Regions from separate parts of the Ostrinia nubilalis genome. Here region 2 is linked to region 1. Evidence: chromatin contacts called from public Hi-C data. All regions are on one chromosome and are shown on one strand. Each heading gives the region's core, a stretch centred on a gene start, on an enhancer-like site or on the middle of the called end of the contact. The rest is flanking DNA. Distances are from core to core; before and after follow the strand shown. Region 1 holds the start of LOC135079136 (large ribosomal subunit protein uL23m). Region 2 holds the start of LOC135079358 (ubiquitin-like modifier-activating enzyme ATG7).

What was found. Hi-C and Micro-C count contacts between places; a contact is called where the count stands out from the background.
Region 2: a contact with region 1 is called in a Hi-C map of whole body, with 4 times the contacts expected there. The contact joins the promoter of LOC135079358 here to the promoter of LOC135079136 in region 1. A contact is called at or near these places in 2 of 5 Hi-C or Micro-C datasets (both in whole body).

Annotation. Positions count from the first base shown.
Region 1 is chr16:9,340,660-9,346,186 of ilOstNubi1.1, reverse strand. It overlaps LOC135079136 (large ribosomal subunit protein uL23m), which reads left to right and starts at 2,714. Exons shown (of 3, transcript XM_063973727.1): 1 at 2,714-2,872; 2 at 2,961-3,240; 3 at 3,407-3,626. The coding sequence starts at 2,859. The coding sequence ends at 3,565. It overlaps LOC135079137 (a long non-coding RNA gene), which reads right to left and starts at 4,934. Exons shown (of 2, transcript XR_010258745.1): 1 at 4,561-4,934; 2 at 3,733-4,241.
Region 2 is chr16:9,669,470-9,674,996 of ilOstNubi1.1, reverse strand. It overlaps LOC135079358 (ubiquitin-like modifier-activating enzyme ATG7), which reads left to right and starts at 2,479. Exons shown (of 11, transcript XM_063974000.1): 1 at 2,479-2,785; 2 at 3,028-3,226; 3 at 3,465-3,923; 4 at 4,070-4,176; 5 at 4,267-4,411; 6 at 4,754-4,912; 7 at 5,302-5,490. The coding sequence starts at 2,583. It overlaps LOC135079357, which reads right to left and starts at 2,342. Exons shown (of 7, transcript XM_063973999.1): 1 at 2,161-2,342; 2 at 1,061-1,914; 3 at 407-969; 4 at 1-330. The coding sequence starts at 1,884. The region is part of intron 1 of LOC135079366 (a long non-coding RNA gene); the gene reads left to right.

The DNA.
Region 1 (5,527 bases), core at 1,465-3,964:
ATTTGTGGAGCAGGGTCATTTAAGGTTGACATGTCAACCACAATTTGACAAGGGTTACTGGAAGTAGGCACATTTCTATAGCCTTGAATATTTTTTCAAAAAAAATCAAGTCCATAGCAATAAATAATTGACAGCACATCACACTGAACAGTGTTGTTGCAAAATAGAAAATAGGACCTATGATAAATACATAATATGCCACATTGTTAGCTTGATGTGATTTCTTATCAATCATTATGTGAATGATTTTTCAATAAATCATCTCAATCTCTGCCTGCTCACAGAAACTAGCATCAGTGTACCCAATTTAAACCAGCCAAAATCTGTTCTCAAGGAACAGGTTAGCTGTTACTAACACCATGGACCTCTCCATAGATTGAATAAAACCTGCCCCTAATGGCTTATCACATTAAATTAAATTGTTCATCATGAAAGATGAAAGTTTTATCGAATTAATGAATAATTTGATAGCCACGAATAATATACAGCATGGTTAATAGTCTTTATACCACTTTGTGATTGAGAAAATGTAACCTTGAAAATAGTTGTTTGATTAGATACTTTCATAGTATAAAAGATTAAACAGAAAAAACTCATACCATTACAAAAAAGAAGTCTCCTTTGACTTACAAAATTACATGGTAAAAATTTAATAACAATATCTGGCAACCCAGAAGCGTTGGCCCCTCTTTATGGTCTCTTTTTCCTACCATTCAAGTGTGTGCACATGGTTGTAATATTATCTTCGCAATAAATCATCACTGAATTAAGTGTCTTAATGTTCTCATTTGCATTAATTATACAGCAAGAGTAAATGCCATTATAAGTCATAACTCAGACGTAATCATATGGATACAGTCATTTCATCTCCATTCTTGAGACACAAGTCTCTCCTACTGCAAAAATACAGTCTCAGGGCAGAAGAACTGTCTTCTCAAGTTGAGAAGGTTTTGATGGCATTACAGGGCTTTATTAGACTGTTGCTAAAAAGGCCAAACATTTAGTGACTTTTAGACCATTCTCTATTGATAATTAGCGCAATAGAATTCTGCTATTCACAATGAAACCAAATTTACACTAAGAAAACACCATGCATGCAATTTACTTTGTGTGACTTGGGTTAGGTACCTACATCTTAATATTTTATAATGTTATCTTCACAAATGTTAATCATAAGAGTATAATATATATGTTGTTGGTATGCCATATAAATAAATAAATAAATAAATAAACTTTTTTTAGGAGTAACTGAACTGTTGCCACCATATATTGAACTTTATTGACATGTGTTAAGGTTCAAATCCATTGAAAAAAATATTTTGAAGCCTAGTCAAAGGGTAATGTATGTTTGTTTCGTTTTATATACAAAACAGGTATAATAAATTTATATGAAAGTTCACCATACTTATGAGCACATCTTTTAACCTCACCCTAATAATAAAATAACTGAGACATGGGCAACACCTTAGAACATAGATACAAGAACTGGTTTGGGATGCTGTCATGTTACTGGGTTAGAATCCAAGCTTGATATGAAAGTTACGAAAACTGTTTCCAATTAGAAACAAATAAAAAAGCGTAACCATTCCAGCTCTAAATTAGTCGGACATCGCGGAGCAAACGGAAGCGGAAATTTACTCTCAGATATCATCCTGCGCTGATGTGGTTACCTAGTTTCTCAAATCAGTGCTTTGTATGAATGATAGAACACTATACAACACACTGGTCATGAAAACTTGACCAAGATACAGCCAAATAGGTCACAGTATTATGTAGTTTTCTTCAAAAACAAGTACAGAAACAAATCAAAACAAACAGTGGTGACATGGTAAACGACGCAAGTTGCGACCCCAATTACCATGGCATAAAAACGCTTCGTAACTATACTTAACATGGAATAGATAGAATTAACTACATCAAAAAAGATTAGAATTCAGATTATATTAGGATTTATCTAAAATATACAATAATTTACTTACTAATTCCTGATCGGGTGACAGTGCCACCGCCATCTTTTTTGCTGAACTGCTGACTTGACTGGCTGCTGAAGAAAACTTCCTTCCTTCGTGAGTGAGTGAGTGAACGGGCAATTGGGTAGTGACGCGCTCGGTTGAATGTCGACTGTCACATAGTATCGAATCGATAGTGTACTATTTATAGTGATAATCAATAGTTTCTCGTTGTTATTCCAGCGAGTCCAGACAGACACCCACTCAGAGTTATTTTGGAAACAATGCAAAGAAAAGACTAATGACTCGAATTAATAGATAGCAGAAAACTAACAAAAACCTATTAATATTTCTAGTATGATAATTTCGCAAGAAGTCAGTTTGTTTAAAAAAGGAGGAAGAGCTAGGTATTTCTTAAATAAATCTATACTACTACTTATCTACTATCTATACTCTATACTAATATTATAAATGCGAAAGTAACTCTGTCTGTCTCTCTTTCACGCCAAAACCACTGAACCGATTTTGATGAAATTTGGCATAGATTTGCAGTTTGAGTCCCGGGAAAGGACATAGGATAGTTTTTATCCCGGTTTTTGAAACCAAACTACAAAATTCCACGGGGGCGAAGCCGAAGGGTGGAAAGCTAGTATGAAATAATTCTTCCTCTGTCTTCCTCCTTTGGATGGATAAAAAATTATCTGTATAAAAATTGTGATAAAAATATCCAAATTCCAACTTTCAATGCCGTTAACAAATTATCTAGAAAAAACATACTTGTCAAATGTGTCAAAATTTTGTGGTTATTTTGGCCGAAAAATTAAAAGCAGAGAATAGATTTCTTAAAATTAAACTTTAGCTGCAATACAAAGAAATATTAATTATTCTCTTTAGTGTAATTGCTAAAACATGTCCACTCGCTGGTAAGTTTATTGTGCAGAATATATTAATAATCCTTGAAAAATTTGATCATACCTTACCTCACTTGTGGTTTTGCTTTTATAATTTTAGGTATCCAATATATCAACGAGGTAACCCGCAGCTTCGGGTGTTCCTGCCCAACTTTTGGATGAAGTTGGTTCGCCCATTGCCAAAGCAAATGCCTAATATCGTTAACTTCCAATGTTCAATGGAAATGACCAAGTATGATATCAAAAACTACTTGGAAAAGATATACAATGTTCCAGTGATAGACGTAAGAACAAAAATCACTATGGGAAAGTTCAAGAGAGATATTGGACGAGGATATGTAACTAAAGATGATGATATCAAATATGCCTATGTTGTACTGGTAAGTTCAAGATGTAGCTGCAATGCCTCATAGTATAGTAATAGAATACAATTTGTAGAGTAATGGAATAAGTATTCAGACAAATGTACTGTAATAGCAGTGTCCTTACTATAATACTTTGGCTGATTTATTAGAATTATTATTAAAACTATTTGTAAATTTCCAGCCAAAAGGGCAGACTTTTCAATATCCAGATTTGTTTGAAAAGAGCAAAGAAGATGAAGAAGAAAACATGAAATCTTTAGATGAAGCGAAGAAGAGTTTCAAAAAATACATAGAACGTAACAAAAACAGATCAGATGTTCCTAGCTGGTTTTCAATATAAATATTAGTAAATAGACAATGTTGTTCAAAGTTTTAGCTAAATATTAAATTGTACAAACTTATGTTTTCTTTTAATGTCTAGCTGACCATTCAGTAGTTCTATATTTATAAAATATTTTATGTGTATCTATAGAAAATTAAACAATGAGTCAAAATAATATCAAAATATTATTTTTATAGTCATTTATTCTTTCTCATTCACAAAATTTTGTATGGCACATGAGGGAATATTTCAAAACGGGAACAAAATTCAATTTTCTTCTACCAACACCCAAGGTTGCACATTAGCTACAAACAAGTTAAGTTTTTCTCAAAAAACTGTATTGTTTTGTAACTAATCAGTGACAACTATCTGTTATGTAAATGAGAAAATTGGCTTAACTATTTTCCATTTTGATATCCCATAAAAGTAACAAAAATAAAACTTCTTAAACAAAATTATCAACTTTCTTCTAACATAAAACAACACATTGAATGTTATGAATAAACACCTGTAACATTCTTCTTACATTAGTCACAATAAAAGCTAGTTTATTTAGTATGTTACCTCTTATGATAGACTACTAAAATCAGTATAGGACAAATATAGATAATATTTAAGTATTTTTGAAGTACTCATCCAAGAATGATGGTGAATTGCAGCGGGGACACTCTGCTATATCCAGCAAGAATGTAACCTGGAAAATTTAAAAAATTATTAAGACCCATGTTACAAGGCATTGAAATAAGGTAGGTAGGTACTTTATGTTGCTGCACCTATTGAAATTGTGTATTAGGTTTCTAGAAAATTTTAAAAGAAACATGTTGGATAATATTGTGACTTAATTTGAAAAAATGCAGATAAAGTAATTTTTAGTAGGTAGGTAGATTTTTCTGAGTATGAATATCATGTAATAGTAGATTTACCATCTAGCTAGTTGGTTAAATACTAGAAGAACTTTCAAATCGAGACCTAGTTTACACTTGGTTGGTACTTCTTGTCTAGTGTTTACATACCCTTGGGTGCTGTTCACACTTAAGGCGTATGCGGCCATTGCAGTAATAGCCACAAGCTCGGCAAAATACAATAGTTTTATCTCTGTAGCAAGAACATTTCTTCGTATAGGCATCTTGGATAACTGGCACACCGCGTCCAACTCGACTCTGCTGCACTTTGTAAACTTTGCCGGCGGCAGCAGCCACAACAGGTGTGCTTGTGGTCTCCATGGCTATGCTTCCTTCTAACAAAGTAACCAGTGACTGGACGCTGCAGAAATAAAATTTTGTAAAGTTTTTAGTGTACCAACATTACTTTCAATCAATGTGACATTAATCCGATTTTTGGCGGGTAGGCAATTTTTGCACAGGTTGGGTTACCAGTATAAAAAATTGAAAAAGACTGATTTCTCAAAAAGGGTCAAAACTCAAAACAATTGACTGAATGAAATCAATAAAATACTTTCAAGGTTTATCTAAATCAAAAAATCAATGTAAACAGTTTACGTCAATAGCGAATGTTGTACCCAGAGAAATGATAAACTTATGCACAGGTACAAGGTACTATCGGCAACAGTGTTGTTCACTAGAGATGGGTTTCCACCCGGGTAAAAACCCACATGAGAGTAAAAACCCAATAAAAACCCATTTCATTCCACCCGTGGGTGTTTACACCGGGTGAAAACAAATAATTTTATAATTATTTCAATTGGTATCTTTTCTTTATTTTTATTGAATTTTTCTCATTTAAGTTTATTGATTAATAAGTAATAAGTCAAATTTAACACTAATATGCATTTATATCGTGGCCAAATCGTAAAATTGATCACGTTATGATGATGTTTAGTAGGAACACAATAATTTGTGATCATGGCAAGGACATGGAGGGGGGGGGATGCCAAAGATGCCAAACTCTCTCTTTGATGACATTACGGTATAAAGTTACAAATAACAACACCAACTACAAAGTACTTCTGCTTAAAAACTT
Region 2 (5,527 bases), core at 1,230-3,729, 330 kb before region 1:
CCTGCATAAATGGCCAAATGGGCTGGTTTACAGTTTCCAAATGCAGAGGATCATTCATTATTTGAATCGAAGCTGATCCAAGTTGATCTTTTCCTAAGACAACTATTGGAAATTTCATATTAGCCAATCTTCTTTTAATTTCAGTCTGCGTCAATTTAGGCAATATTGTTGTACTTGGCATTGTTGTCGCTAAACGAGGTTTTCGTTTCAAAAATTCGTTTCTTTTGTTGTTCATCAAACTTTGACCTTTACTCAAAATAACTTTTGTTATTCCTTTTACTTGCTGTCCAGATTCATCTGAGGCTACTTTTGGTAATTTTTCATCATTATCTGCAATTAAAATTGAAAAATTTCTCTCAGTATTATAAAAAAAATAATTAATTAAACATTAAATTGCGCATGATACCTTTTCTGGCGGTGGTTATTCCAACTTTACTTGATTCTGAACACAAAGTGTAATCAAACTCATTTGCCCGATTCACAATAAAATTGATGCCATCTGACCTATCGCGATTTGCGGAGTTATTCAAGCGCTGCTTTCTAGGAGAAGAAGGTTTAGAATCCAAATGCATCCTAACGAGTGTTTCTGGGTTATCATAGTAGTTATTGTCTTTGAATTGACATTCATACTCTTTTGGCTCGAGAGTTTTGTTACAATCGTTAATAATTTTGTTGTGTGGTCCTTGCAATTCATTTTGCTCTTTATGCCCAATAGCTTTTACATTGTTCTTAGGATTCTTTCTATTCTGGTTTTTATTTGTGTTCGGTAACCGATTTTTAACTTTCACATTCTTCGTTTTTATGACGCTTTTCTCGAATTCTTTGCATATTTCACTAAATTCATCTTGCTTGTCGATTACAGTGATGCGATCGAAACTAGATGACTGAGAAAAGCTCCTTGGAGATTTACTATCTACTTCGAAGCTCGATATGTAAGCAAATTCCTCAGTACGACAGGTCTCAATCACTCTGAAAAATTATAAAATACTTATTATTGCCTGTAAAATTTTATCTAAGAACGGTGACCTCTTCCAATTGAATTGGATAATTGTTAATTTACCGAGTGTCTTTCCGATTATTGCGTCTCTTGTTCCTAATTTTCTTTTTCTTCGGCGAATGTATGCTGTCTTCTGAAATGGGAGGAGAAGGCCGAAACTGAAAGCGGTTGATGTTCCTTAGAACTGCCCAAACGTCGTGAGCATTAAATTCTTGTTCAGCTTGTGGTCCCTTTCCTCTACGGAATTTTCCAGACACACTTTTTCCATCACCAGTGAATTGATTTATCACATCCGTAGAACTGCAGTCAAGGTTTATGTTCATTTGCGAACAATAACGAGCATCTCTATCATAAAATTCGTAATCTTTATTTCGAACTTTAGCCTTTTTGTTTTGTGCCACAAAGCGCTTTTTTGCTTTCAGCTTTCGATTGTCATCACTCCCGTTGCAATATTCAGAATCGTTCATATCGCTCACCGTGCATGTTTGAGGAACTGCTGTTGGCGCATTCGGCAACGTCAGAACAGATTTCTTCACCTTTTTAATGCCCTTTTTCTGCGATTTGAACTCGTCTGAATTAGCTTTGTAAATATTTGCCGCTAATGGGAATGAAGACACAATATCTGATGCTTTCTTATGTTGGGAATAAAGTTTTTTCTCTGTTACTCTTGAAAGCAAGTGCACGCTATCGCCATTTAAATACGGCGATTTTAGATTACCTTTTTTCTTTGATTTGATACTTTTACTGTCGCTACTCGTGGTACTGTCGTCTGTGGCAATGCTCAACCTTACCAACTGACAAGAAGGTAAGGCACTTCCTCGTGGACTATTAGAGGAATACTTGTTATGAATTTTGTCACATTGTTTCTCAAACGAGTTAATTGCCATAGTAAAGAAGTAGTCAATGCTATAAATATCCTGAAAATATACATTTTCAATACATATAAAATCGGAGTAGCTCTTACTTATCAGCTGCAGCAGCTGAAGTGTCTAATAGCTATTCGATGTGTGTCCATCTACCTACGCAGAAAGATCGTTGGGGGATGTATTGTATCGACGTGACGTACTCTTTAATGGTATGGTCAGCAAGGTATGTTAAAAGCCGGAGGTGGTAGTGTCTGCATAGACGTCAGAAAGTATATTGGTAACTTTATGGTAACTTACCTTGTATAAAATTTAATTTCCTTCCACGATAATTTCGAATTGTGTCCTAACAAAGTAAAATCACTACATTGAAGTAGACTTAGAATTATTTTGCAATAAAACCTAAAAAATATCAGTATATTCCATTGACGTAATAAAAACGAATGTATTTTTCAGTGATTGACATTCCAATTAATTCCGATTCAGTTTTGTTATTAGTTTAAAAAAGTTCGATAACCCCGCCAGCCAGTAGAAGGCCTTGAAGAAACTACACTGCGCTAATTCGTAGGCTGTATAATCATAATTTTCTTGCATACATTTTTTTGTGACATTTATATGCCAAATACAGCTGATTTTGACATTAGCAACAAAAAGGACGTTTTCGTCGATCGATTTCAGAAAAATAAAGTTTTTGTGTTTGTTTCTTGGTGATTTGTGGCGCAATGTCTGAATCTGAGACTAAAGGAGAAATAATACAATATGTGCCATTCATGTCGTTTGTGCATCCATCTTTCTGGCACACGCTTACTGAAATGAAAATCGATGTTGATAAACTGAGTGAAAACACCAGACAAATATTTGGGCGTTTTACTTATCGAGACGATCTGGGGCCTGTTTTTGAAGTCGATGGGACCTCATTTAACAGGTATTGTCCTTGTGTCTTAATCTTTGTACTACTACTTAAATAAATTACTGCGTAATTCATACTTTCTACAGGAGTATAACTTTTTTATACATTTCCTCACTGCGAGTAACTTAATTTGCATATTTACGCACTAATTTATATAATGATAAGTGATCTAATTTATATCCAAGTTTCCATTCCACATAATGAATCTAATACATAAACTGAAGTTATATGATGATTATAGAATTTATAAATTTTAGGCACCCAGAGAAAGAGCAGTACTATGAGAGTGTAACTGGCAAGTTAATGAACAAAAACACAATTGAGGAGTTCAAAGCCATTGATAAAGCCGATCTGATAAATTCCATCGGAGAAATACTATGGGCTGATCTCAAGAAGGAGAAGAACTGGATTGTCAATCCTGGATCTCTACTTAACTTTGTTATTTTATCTTTTGCTGTAAGTTATCAAAAGTTTGAAATCTTTTTTGGCTGTGCCTTGCTCAGGTTATAGTAATAAAATCTTATACATCAACCTATTTGCACAATTTAGTCACTCAATAAAAAGTTTTACTGTAAATACCTAGATCTTTTCCAAATGATGTAACAAAAGCACTATGATACTTCCAACTTAACCAGCATACAAAAAGTATTATTTATAATTTTTTTGTATAATAATGACATTTTTACAATTTCAGGACTTGAAAAAATTCCATTACTTCTACTGGTTTGCATTCCCAGCCCCAAGCCAACCCACAGTGTACCTGCGTGAAAAAAGCAAGAGCATTGCAATACATTTCAGTAACAAGCAACTTGATTACCTCGCACATGCGTTTAAATCGTTAGACGACAGACAGAAATCCTTTTTCATTGTGACAAAAAACAATGATAATGTTGCAGTTCATAATTTATCGAAGCTGCTCAATCCGAATGACACTGTACAGAGCAAATTAGACGTTGATTTAAGCAACACATACTTTACATTCCTTGATTCAAGTAACGGGAGTAACCCCGGGTGGTCTCTAAGGCTTTTCTTAGCAGCCTTGTTTGACCATGTTCCGAGTCTTGCCTCTTCAGATATTCAAGTGATAGGATTGAGGTGCTCTCCAAATGGTGAAGTGGGAAACAGTCTTGTCTTCACTATAAAGGGATCACAGGTTTGTATTCCAATAAAACTTGTTTAGCTTTAAATGAAAATGTACTATGATATATTTTTCATAGGTATGATCTCTTCTATCCTGCTCCATAATTACCTATATTATTTAAGTTTCACCTTTTTTAAAACTTTTGAAGATTTTTTTAGGATCTCAAGTCAGTTGAAAGTGCAGGTTGGGTTGGCTGGGAAAGAAATGATAAAGGCAATTTTGGACCCAAACTTGCTAATATGTCAGCATCAATGGATCCGATTAAGTAAGTTTTGGTGGTGAGAAAGCCCAGAATTTTCTCGGATTTTGCTCAATTTTTTAATATTGTTTTTGACTCAATTTTTCTTTTTCCCAGATTAGCAGACACTTCATCAGATCTCAACATAAAACTCATGAAATGGCGATTGGTCCCAGACATCAATGTGGAAGTGATGAAAACTAACAAATGCCTGTTGCTTGGTGCTGGAACTCTGGGGTGTCATGTTGCGAGAAATTTATTGGTAAAATCGTAATTAAATTTAATTATGCAACCTAGCTTCTGCATGTGACTTATTTGAAAGAAAGAAAATATTTTTATTTAGTCCAAACATCCAACATATTTAATCACAAATGTTTGTGACTAAAGGCAAATGAGTAAATAATTTTCCATATCCATTTTTGGGATACATATGCCATTTGGGCATACTATATGCCTATTGCCTACATCTGTTCTGTCTAATAATAAGTACATAAACTTTCATCCATTTTTTATGAAAATGCCAGAAACTTAGAGACTATACGGCCTAAGCATGGCCTAGACTTGCGTTAGTTTGTGTTGAGCCCATAAGTATTATTGGTTGCAGGCTTGGGGGTTCCGCAACATAACGTTCATAGACAACGGGAAGGTATCGTACTCTAACCCAACACGTCAAGTCCTCTACAATTATGAGGACTGCCTTGGAGGAGGGAAGAGGAAGGCTGAAGCGGCTGCCGACAATTTGAAAGCAATTTTGCCCACTGTGGTAAGTAAATACAACCATGTCGAGTTAACTGCGCCCCTAGCGGCCGTGACGTCACATCGACGCTATAGTACGGGCGGGGCGAACGCACAGAAGTGTGCTCGTAAGTGCTAGGGAAAGTCGCATTCCAGCGAGCACAGTTAGTTTGATCGGGTTATGGACATTGCATTACATACTCACTTAACTCAAGAATATATCTCTTTTATAGGAATTAACTTACATTTATTCATATGATTCGTTCGGGCATTAATTTTTGCACTCCACTGGTCTTAGTTTAATAATAATAAACGCCTCGTAACTTAGCATTTTCGTCATAAGCTCGAGCAAAAAACTACTTGATTATACAAGCATACTAGTTTTAATTAATTATTGCATTAATTAACACCTTCCAGAAAAGCAGAGGCATCACTGCTCACATTCCAATGCCAGGCCACCCTGTAGGAGAGTCTTTGAAGGAGGAAACTATAGCTAATATTCAAAATATTACTCAAGCGATCGCAGAACATGACGTCATATTCCTTTTGTTGGATACTAGAGAAGCGAGGTGGTTGCCTACCCTTATAGCTGCACATTACAAGAAGGTAATTACGGAAATCCTACTAATATTATAAATGCGAA